Regions from separate parts of the Bos taurus genome. Here region 2 is linked to region 1. A link is a contact called in public Hi-C data. All regions are on one chromosome and are shown on one strand. Each heading gives the region's core, a stretch centred on a gene start, on an enhancer-like site or on the middle of the called end of the contact. The rest is flanking DNA. Distances are from core to core; before and after follow the strand shown.

Region 1 (4,695 bases), core at 2,004-4,503:
AAACCCCGGGTGTGGCCCCAGGCCCTGGGTCACTGAGCACACAGGCAGCTCCCAGACCTCACGCTGTCCCCGCCCTGTCCACGCTCCACATCCTGGACTCAGGGTTGGCCTTGGCCTTTGTTTCAACAGACCTGAGCATTCCTCACCATGTTTTCAGACTCTCCGCTGTCCACCTGCCTGCTGGTCATTCAGGAGTAAACTCAGGCATGGCTGGATGTCAGAGGAGAAATTGATCATTCAGTTCAGTTCAGTCGCTCAGTTGTGTCTGACTCTTTGCAACCCCATGAATCGCAGCACACCAGGCCTCCCTGTCCATCACCAACCCCCGGAGTTCACTCAAACTCACGTCCATCAAGTCGGTGATGCCATCCAGCCATCTCATCCTCTGTCGTCCCCTTTTCCTCCTCCCCCCAGTCCCTCCCACCATCAGAGTCTTTTCCAATGAGTCAGCTCTTCACATGAGGTGGCCAAAGTACTGGAGTTTCAACTTTAGCATCAGTCCTTCCAAAGAACACCCAGGACTGATCTCCTTTAGAATGGACTGGTTGGATCTCCCTGCAGTCCAAGGGACTCTGAAGAGTCTTCTGCAACACCACAGTTCAAAAGCATCAATTTTTCAGCACTCAGCTTTCTTCACAGTCCAACTCTCAATTGATCATTAAGAGGATTCAAAAGACAGCCCCAGAAACGATCAGGGAGACTGAGGCCACATGGCTGGGGAAAGACAGCAGGTGCTGGGGCGACCCATCAAGGAGGTTCTTCCACTGATGCGGGGTGCCTTTCTATCTGTACAATAAGCAAGACATAGCCAGCATTCAGGGAGCTGTTCCGGAGAGGGACGTGCCACAGGAAGAGGGGGGTGGGGGGCTCTGTCACCATCTCAGAAAGACCCAGAAACAGGTCTGGGAAGGAGATACACATGTACAAATTTTTTCAATCACTTATTCAAGAAATAATAATGATGGAAGGATGAATTAGGGTTGTGGGACTAAGAGATATCAATGACTATGTATAAAATAGATAAGCAACTAGGATACACTGTATAGCATGGGAACCATAGCCATTAAATTGTTACAACCTATAACGGAGTATAATCTGCACAAATACTGAATCCCTCCGCTGTACCGGCAACATATAATATTACAAATCAACTGTACTTCAGTGAAAAAAAATAATGAGAAATGAGTTACACACAATGGATTAGTATGTGCCAATAGATCAGATCAGATCAGTCTCTCAGTCATGTCCGACTCTTTGCAACCCCATGAATCGCAGCACGCCAGGCCTCCCTGTCCATCACCAACTCCCAGAGTTCACTCAGACTCACGTCCATCGAGTCAGTGATGCCATCCAGCCATCTCATCCTCTGTCGTCCCCTTCTCCTCTTGCCCCCAATCCCTCCCAGCATCAGAGTCTGTTCCAATGAGTCAGCTCTTCGCATGAGGTGGCCAAAGTACTGGAGTTTCAGCTTTAGCATCATTCCTTCCAAAGAAATCCCAGGGCTGATCTCCTTCAGAATGGACTGTGTGCCGATAAGGTACAGATCAAATACCTAAGTAAACTGGATTTAATGAACATTAAGGAACTCTTTCTGGAGCAATTATGAATCTCTCTCTCTGGAAGGCTTGAAAAAAAATGGATCCATTAAACTTGGTTGACATTGGGGCTTATTAAAGGCCAGAGGAGGAAAGAATCAGGGAGGTAATTCTCACTGTGAGGCCCCTGGCTGGGGAAGCTACACCTACAGAGGAAATATTTGCTCACTAGTTGGTTCAGCAAATCACCATGCTGACACACCTATCTGCTACCAAGGTCCAGAAGCTGGTACGGTGAGAAGGGGAGAATCAGGTTGGCCTTTGTGTTCTAAAGGAAGGACATGAATGGAGTACAGTGCACCTTGACCTTCCGTTAACACGGCAGAGCGGTGTTCTCCACGATCCACTGAAATCCCATCGTCCCTCCGCATCTGCAAACCCATCAGGCGGTGTTTTTCCATGGACCTTATTCCAGCACAATGCTCTGGAGAAAAGCTTGGGAAGCCGACACTAGTTCAATACAGTACAGGATGGGGGCCTGGGGGACGGAGAGGAAAGAAAAGGACTCATATGCTTTTGAAAAATCATTGCCAAAAGATAAGCTTGTTTATGCAACCTCCAGCATGGGTGGGGGCAGGGAGGACTCTGTGCCACCAGGACTAAAGAAAGAACTTTAGTCAGCAAATAAATACACAGTTCATACAAGCCAGCGGGTAGGAAAAGGACTGAGTCTGTGAATTGTCCGAGATAAATAATTTTTGAAGGCAGATTTAAGGAGAGGTGTCTGACTTAATTTCGTTGGTATGGAGTGATGATTTGGAGTCTACATTCACAAGAAAGACAATTCATCTCATGAAGCACCAGACTACAAACCGCGGTCTCTTCATAGACCCTGATCAGTGGATTCAAATGGTGATGTCCTACATCCTGGGGGCCAGATGGCTCTGCTGCTGGCTTCACACCAACCTCTGGGTAACAGAGCCTTGCCATCAGGGAAGCTGGGTAGGCATTGAGGCCAACTAGGGGGAATATGAAATGAGTCAGTCATTCTGTGAGTCCTGGCTGTTACCAGGAAGTGATCTAAAAAAAAAAAGAGAGAATAAATATGCATATCGAAAGCTGGAACAGAGATCTTGTACTGAAAGGCTGTTTGGAGTAGTTCATTCACTTCAAGGTATGAAAACCCACCTTCTCTCTGTGTGGAGACACTGAAAGCTGGCTGGTTTGGGGCTCTGCGTGTGACCAGATGGTGCCCGGGGACCACTTCCAGATGGGGCAAGCTCCAGGGGAGGAAGCCTTTACTTGAATGAAAAGCAGAGACTTTACTGAAAGTTTCTCAGTGACAAGCTTTCCATCATTAGTGGCCAGGAGGCAAGTTCCAAAACCCTCCTTAAGGGAAACTTGAAGAGATCCAAAGACATGGTCCTAAAGCCTGGGGAATTCATCCCGAGGCGGATGGACACAGCGGCAACCTACAGCGTTTGGGTGTGGGACTCACATCCAGCCACAGGCAGGGTTTTCTCAGCAGAGGGCGACACACTGGCTCTGGGTTGGGGGGCACCTCTCCCAGGAAGATCCCGGCCAGAGGGGATGGTCTAGGGTGTCTGAATATCCAGATGACTGCTGATGACATTGGACGAAGGTCGGGGTAGGACACCATGAGACAGACCTCTGATTAAGACTAAAACGTTGGCTGAATGCTTATGTGCGAATTTTATTTTTAAGTTGTGACTTCCTTCCTGTCTTTTGTGGCCAGTGCCTGAGCTGGAGGAGGGAGAGTTGTTATCACTCTGCAAGAGAAGTTTCCCCAACATTCTGGGTAGATTCTTGAGGCAATAGACATCTGACCCCTGCGGAGAACTACTGCAGGTCACCGGAGCCCTCCACCGCCCCACCCCAGGCACAGGCCCATGGGCCCAGAGACAGAATATTATATGCACATCTCTCTGTCCATTTCTCTTCAGAGACCCCAAAGGAGTGCGAGAAGCTAATTTCTGCAGCAGCGTTTGCTGTCCCACAGCTGAAAGAGGAACTAAAATTGAAGGCAGAATAGTGACATTTTGAAAATGCATATGGAGTTCACTGAGCTGTCTCAGCTTAGAAGTCTTTCAAAGCTTCTAAGAAATCACCACTAGGGATATATTGTTTTCAGACCCTTAGGATGATCTGTCTGGTAGCTGGTGTAAAATTGAAAAATTGTCCGGGAAACATTATTGACTTTTTGATCAGCTGCTGAAAATATGGTAGATGTGAAACTCCAAAAGTTGCACCAGATTCCTCGCCGGAAGGAAACCTCTTCTGAATTGCTTCCCAGTGATGGGTTTTCATAACATGGTGTTTAAAACCATTTTTCTGTAAATGATATCTACGTAGAAGGGAAGACTAGGCTAAAACAGCATATTTTATCACCTCAGATCATCTCATTTTCTCTCTCATTCCTGGATTCTGAGTTCTGTTTGGCTTAAATGTGTAAAGCTTTCGACCATGAAGATATCTCACAGAACTGGGTCAGGAGGACAAAGTGTTGAGATAGACGGAGTTTTTAGCCAGCAGTTTCCCAATAGCACAAGATTTCCATTTTTTTTTTTTTTCTTTCTCATTCTTCTTCAGAGGAGAGCAATGTGTGTGGGGTGAGGACCTGACTACAGGGCTGCCCAGGCAGGAAACACTGTCTCAGATCATGAAATTTTAAAAAGAAGAGATTTTAGAAAATGATATATATATTTATGGTTTGCTTCTTTCATTTTGTTCGATGCCACAGGCTTCATGCTTTGTGGCTGTGTGAAACATTGCGAATCCCAAAGTGAACCCATGAAATCAACTTTAGTGGTCACTCTTTTCCTAAAATGATGAGGATTTTTTTTAGAAAAAAAAAAAAAAGGTTTGTGTGTTTTTTCAGTTGATCAGAAGATATTTATAGACCCTCCCCTGGGTGCAGAGTGATGTAATGGGTCCTGAGGGAAAGCAATTAAAGAGCAGGCTTGGGATCTGACCAGCTGTATTTACAACCTTTTGAAAGAGGAGGTCTCATGTGTCATGTAAGACACTTGCCCCTTGGAGCCCAGCAGATCGGGGTGCAGACAGAAGGAGGGGGAGCCCAGGGACCCACTGTGGGGGAGATCAACAGAAACCCCAAATTCAAACTTATACTGTGTTCTGG
Region 2 (4,089 bases), core at 1,475-3,974, 100 kb before region 1:
TCTGATAAAGTCTACAATATTTTCTGAGAACCAAGGGCAAACGACTATTAGTTCCTAAGTAGCTGAGAGCCTCTGTGCTGGGCACTACACAGAGGATAAAATGCCGAACAAGAGGATGGCTCTGTTGTTTTACAAAAAGGAATGGAAGCTGGTTTGACAAGGGAGTGGTGTGGGGCACAGTAGCAGGAGATGAGGCTGGAAAAGAGGTCTAATGTCAGATTATAACGGGCTTTTTATGTCTTGAAAATAATATGGACTTTATTCTGAGGGCCGTGGAGAAATTTTTGAGGGGCGGGGTTAGGACTGGAATTGTGCTTCACCTGAAGTTGATTTTCTGCTTAACCTGGATGTTAACCCAGATGAGTTCGAGTTCGAGCCAGAAGCCTAGTCCCCAGGCCACTGCCATAACTCAGTGAAGCTATGCAGAGGGGTGGGAGAGGGGGTGGGGTCAGAGATATCTGGAATCAGTATCAACAGGTCCATATGATGGGTGGTGTGTTGGGAGGAAGGAAAACATTAAGGACCACGGGGTTTCTTACTTGGGGTCCACAGGGTGGGTAAAGACTGACAAAAATTCTGCAGAGTTTGTATATAGTTACTCTAATCATCTATCACAGTCATTGCTTTATGAAATAAGAAAGTGAGTGACTGTAGCAAATAGTATTCTATCAGAGGGGATAAAAAGTAACAGAATATGGCAGATCTATTTCTGGGACCACAGCCACAAAGCAGAATCCTAAACCCGCCCCTCTCCTCACCACATGTGCGTACGTAGATACTTTTACCCGTCTGTAAAGCTCAATACTTCTGTGAAAGAGGACTGCTGGAGCTATGTTTTTAGGTTAAGTGTTTACACATACGTAGCTATGGCCTCCTAGGAATGGACTTCCTGTGTGAGGGGAGAGAGATTTGGGAGAAGGCCAATGAAAAGGCATGTGGGGGAAGGAACAGGTATAACGAGGTCAGAATCTCTATTTTACAGCAAGGGACCCCAAAGTGACAGGTCCCAAGTGAACTGTGTTAGTCTGAGCTAACACCCTTTGAAGGGAACTGGTGCAGCACTCTTGCATTCTCTAAATCATCCCCATTTCAGGGCATTGAGGACTGAGGCCTTAGGTTAAGCAACTTGACTGGGGAATGCCAGGTAGTAAGTTAAAGAGGCCAAATCGGAACCTGGCTGGAAGTACTCCAGTATAAACTTGTCTCCTGGTCCAGCCACAGTGAGACATCTTTCAGGAAAATCCGCTCTTACCCTTGCCCATCTTAGCTGCAGGCAGGGAACTTCTAGGGGAGGGCCTTCCTTATCGCCCCCAGACAGGGTCCCAGACGACAGCAGCCCCTCAAATGGTTACACCCTCAGCTACTGATAAGGGTTTAAATAAGGTTAAGGACGCGTCGCTTGGCCCAGGTAGTGCACTAGTATCTAAGTAATGCTGTCTTGTCAGTTCATTGCTCTTTGTGTTCCTTGGAAGTGGGCAGTGTTACAAAGTGAAGTTTTACTCACTCGGAAAACAGGCTGTAAACACCTGCCCCACCGACGGGATGGCAAGAGCGTTGCTTCCACGAGCCGCCAGCCTCCTCCCTCCTTTCCGACCTTCGGGTCGCCCTTTAGTATGGGGAGTCGGTAGGGTACCTGCTTTCCCCGCCTGCCGCCAACCAGCTGACGCCTGGAGCCCAAGCTGGCGCCCCCGGAGCCCCCCGCCCCCGGACCCCCCGGCTCGAGTGGTTTGAACGCCCGGGTGCGCGGGCAGCACACTCACGAGCAGCCGCTTGTTGCTCCCGCGGCCGCGACGTGGGGAAGTGAAAATGAAATTGACTTTTCTGAGAAATGATGAAAGCGGCGCTGCCCGCCAATGAACGGCGGCGGCGGCGAACTTCCGCACCTCCTGGCCGGGAGGCTCGCGGCCTCCCCCCGCCTGCACCTCCCGGTTGCACAAGCTTGAAACAAACACTGGGGAGGAAGGGCGGAGGGAGGAGGGCGGAGCGGGGTGGGGGGGGGGCGGGGGGAGCGCGGAGGGCGGGCGGGAGCGAGCCAGGCTCTGGGAGGGCGGGGGGCGGGGGGATTTCCAGCCTCGGCGCTTCGCAGTTTCCTCTCCTTGTTTTGCTTTCGATCTGGACTGTTCTCAGGCAAGCCGGGGAGTAACTTTTAGTTTTGCTCCTGCGATTATTCAACTGACGGGCTTTCATTTCCATTTCACACACCTTAGCAACACTTAAGCCTTGCGGAATTGTATTGGTAGCGTGAAAAAAGCACACTGAGAGGTAACATTTTTTTCAAATAATAGTCGGGACTGTGCGTGTGTGTTTTTCTCGAGGGCATGTTTAGGACTGGAGGGGATGTGTGTATGTATGTGTGTGTGTGCGTGCGCGCGCGTCCTGATGGTTTGACACGATGTTTTGCAGACGGAAAATGCTGAGGTTCATAAATATTAATACTGATTTTTGGAGGAACAGTCGGCGCTGTTATGGATCATCTGGTTTTAGGGGAAGCAGGTTCGGTTGCTGCTGCTGCTGCTGCTGCTGCTGCTGCTGAGGCTGCAAGGAGGAGGAGGAGGAGGAGGAGGAGGAGGAGGAGGTTGGTGGAGGTTTAATTTCACTTTTGGATTTGCAGATGCGGAGAGCTGGCTCCATGGACACAGACCTGCTCTGTGCGATCCTGCGCCCCAGGTGGTGTTTGTGGGGGAGCAGGTCCGCTGGAGTCGGGCCTCCTTTTAAAAACAACATGATCGCGTGCATGTGTGTGCGTGTGTGTGTGTGTGTGTGTGTGTTTACAGATGCCGGCGCCACCGGATCCGAAGGACGGGAGCGGGTCGTTCTCTTCGCCCGGCGGCAGCGCCTCTCTCCAGGCAGCCTGTGGCGTAAATAGGCAGGAACCCGCCGTTCGCCCGCAGCCTGCGCCCCGCGCCCGGGCCGGGAGAGGCGCCTCCCGCCGCGGCCGAAGGAAACTTGATGGGGCGCCGGGGGCGGTCCCCGGGGCTCGCCCACCCTCGGGGCTCGGGGAAGGGTCGCGGGCATCGGGTGCCAGCGGCCGGGGGCCGGGCGGGCGGGCTCCGATCGGGGCTGCGCGCGGGGCCTGGCCGGCGCGCCCGGCTTCCTGGGGGCTGGGCCGCTGCCGCCACCGCCCGGGAGGGACGCGGCGTCCTCCTTCCCGCCGGCCAGTGTCTGGCCTGGCCCTGGGGCTTTGTCGCTGCACTTGTCCCCGCGCGGGGCTGGAGGTGGTGGGGCTCGGGCGGCGAGTCCCGGGAGGGGTCAGCGGTCCGGGCCGCGGCCTAGCGCCGGGCGCCTCCGGGTCCCCGCGGGCGCCCCCCGGGCCGGCCTCGCGCGCTCGGCCTGACCCGCCTCGGCTACGGAGCGGGCAAGGTGGGGGCGGGGAGCCTCTGGGGACCGAGCGGCGCCCCGCTGGCAGGCCCGGGGCTGGGGGTGCCGGCGTCCCCTGGGGGTTCCGGGGCGCGGGCGGCGGCGGGGTGGGGACGCGAGTGCCCGCCCCGCGCCCTCCGACCCCGCTCGGGGCGCAGAGTGGCATTCGCCAGCCGGCCGAACGTGGTTGGTGCAAAGCCGTGGCCGCCACTTCCTTTCCGCCTCGCGGGCCGGGCTCGCCCACCAAGCGATGCCCGCCGCGGCCCATCGTGGCGCCCGGCCGCTCGCTGTGCCAGGGAGCCGGCTCTGAGAGGGGTCGGGCAGTCTTTTGCAAGTTGGAAGGGTTTCAGGACGCAGCTCACCTCCCCCCACCTCCCCCCCAGGACGCACCGGCATCTCAGTTTGGGCCCCAGGTGTGGCTGCGTGGGGCTGCGCCCTCACCCCCTTACCCCTTTAGAGGGGAAGAAGCGGAAAGGAGGCAGGCAGCCTGAGCCGGGCGCATAAACAGCCTTCCGGGCACCTGGCGAGGCGCCGAGGTCAGCCGGTGTCGGCGGGACCCCTGGTCATCGCTGTAAATGTGACCCTTGGCACTGGCAGTGGAGGTGGCCACGTACTGGCGGCGTGGTTTTCGGTCGTCTTTGCCACTAAAGGATAGTGTTTGGAACTTGGGGACATTTTCCCCGCTTCCTCCCTCTCCTGCCTCCTCCCTCCAGTGTGGGCAACGGTAATGCG

The links. Hi-C and Micro-C count contacts between places; a contact is called where the count stands out from the background.
Region 2: a Hi-C map of skeletal muscle shows a contact between it and region 1, with 4 times the contacts expected there. The contact joins the promoter of LOC112444593 here to the enhancer-like site in region 1. A contact is called at or near these places in 2 of 11 Hi-C or Micro-C datasets (liver and skeletal muscle).

What each region holds. Positions count from the first base shown.
Region 1 is chr27:14,853,054-14,857,748 of ARS-UCD2.0, reverse strand. No RefSeq gene overlaps it. Among named protein-coding and RNA genes, the nearest start is that of ENPP6, 14 kb to the right of the region's middle. Within about 2 kb of position 3,253, at least 32 of the 102 cell types and tissues checked have an H3K27ac peak or open chromatin away from gene starts, as enhancers often do. A contact at or near this core is called in liver and skeletal muscle, where this site is marked.
Region 2 is chr27:14,953,727-14,957,815 of ARS-UCD2.0, reverse strand. LOC112444593 reads right to left here and starts at 2,724. Exons shown (of 3, transcript XM_024986340.2): 1 at 2,598-2,724; 2 at 1,505-1,951. The coding sequence starts at 2,724. IRF2 (interferon regulatory factor 2) reads left to right here and starts at 2,091. Exons shown (of 9, transcript NM_001205793.2): 1 at 2,091-2,262.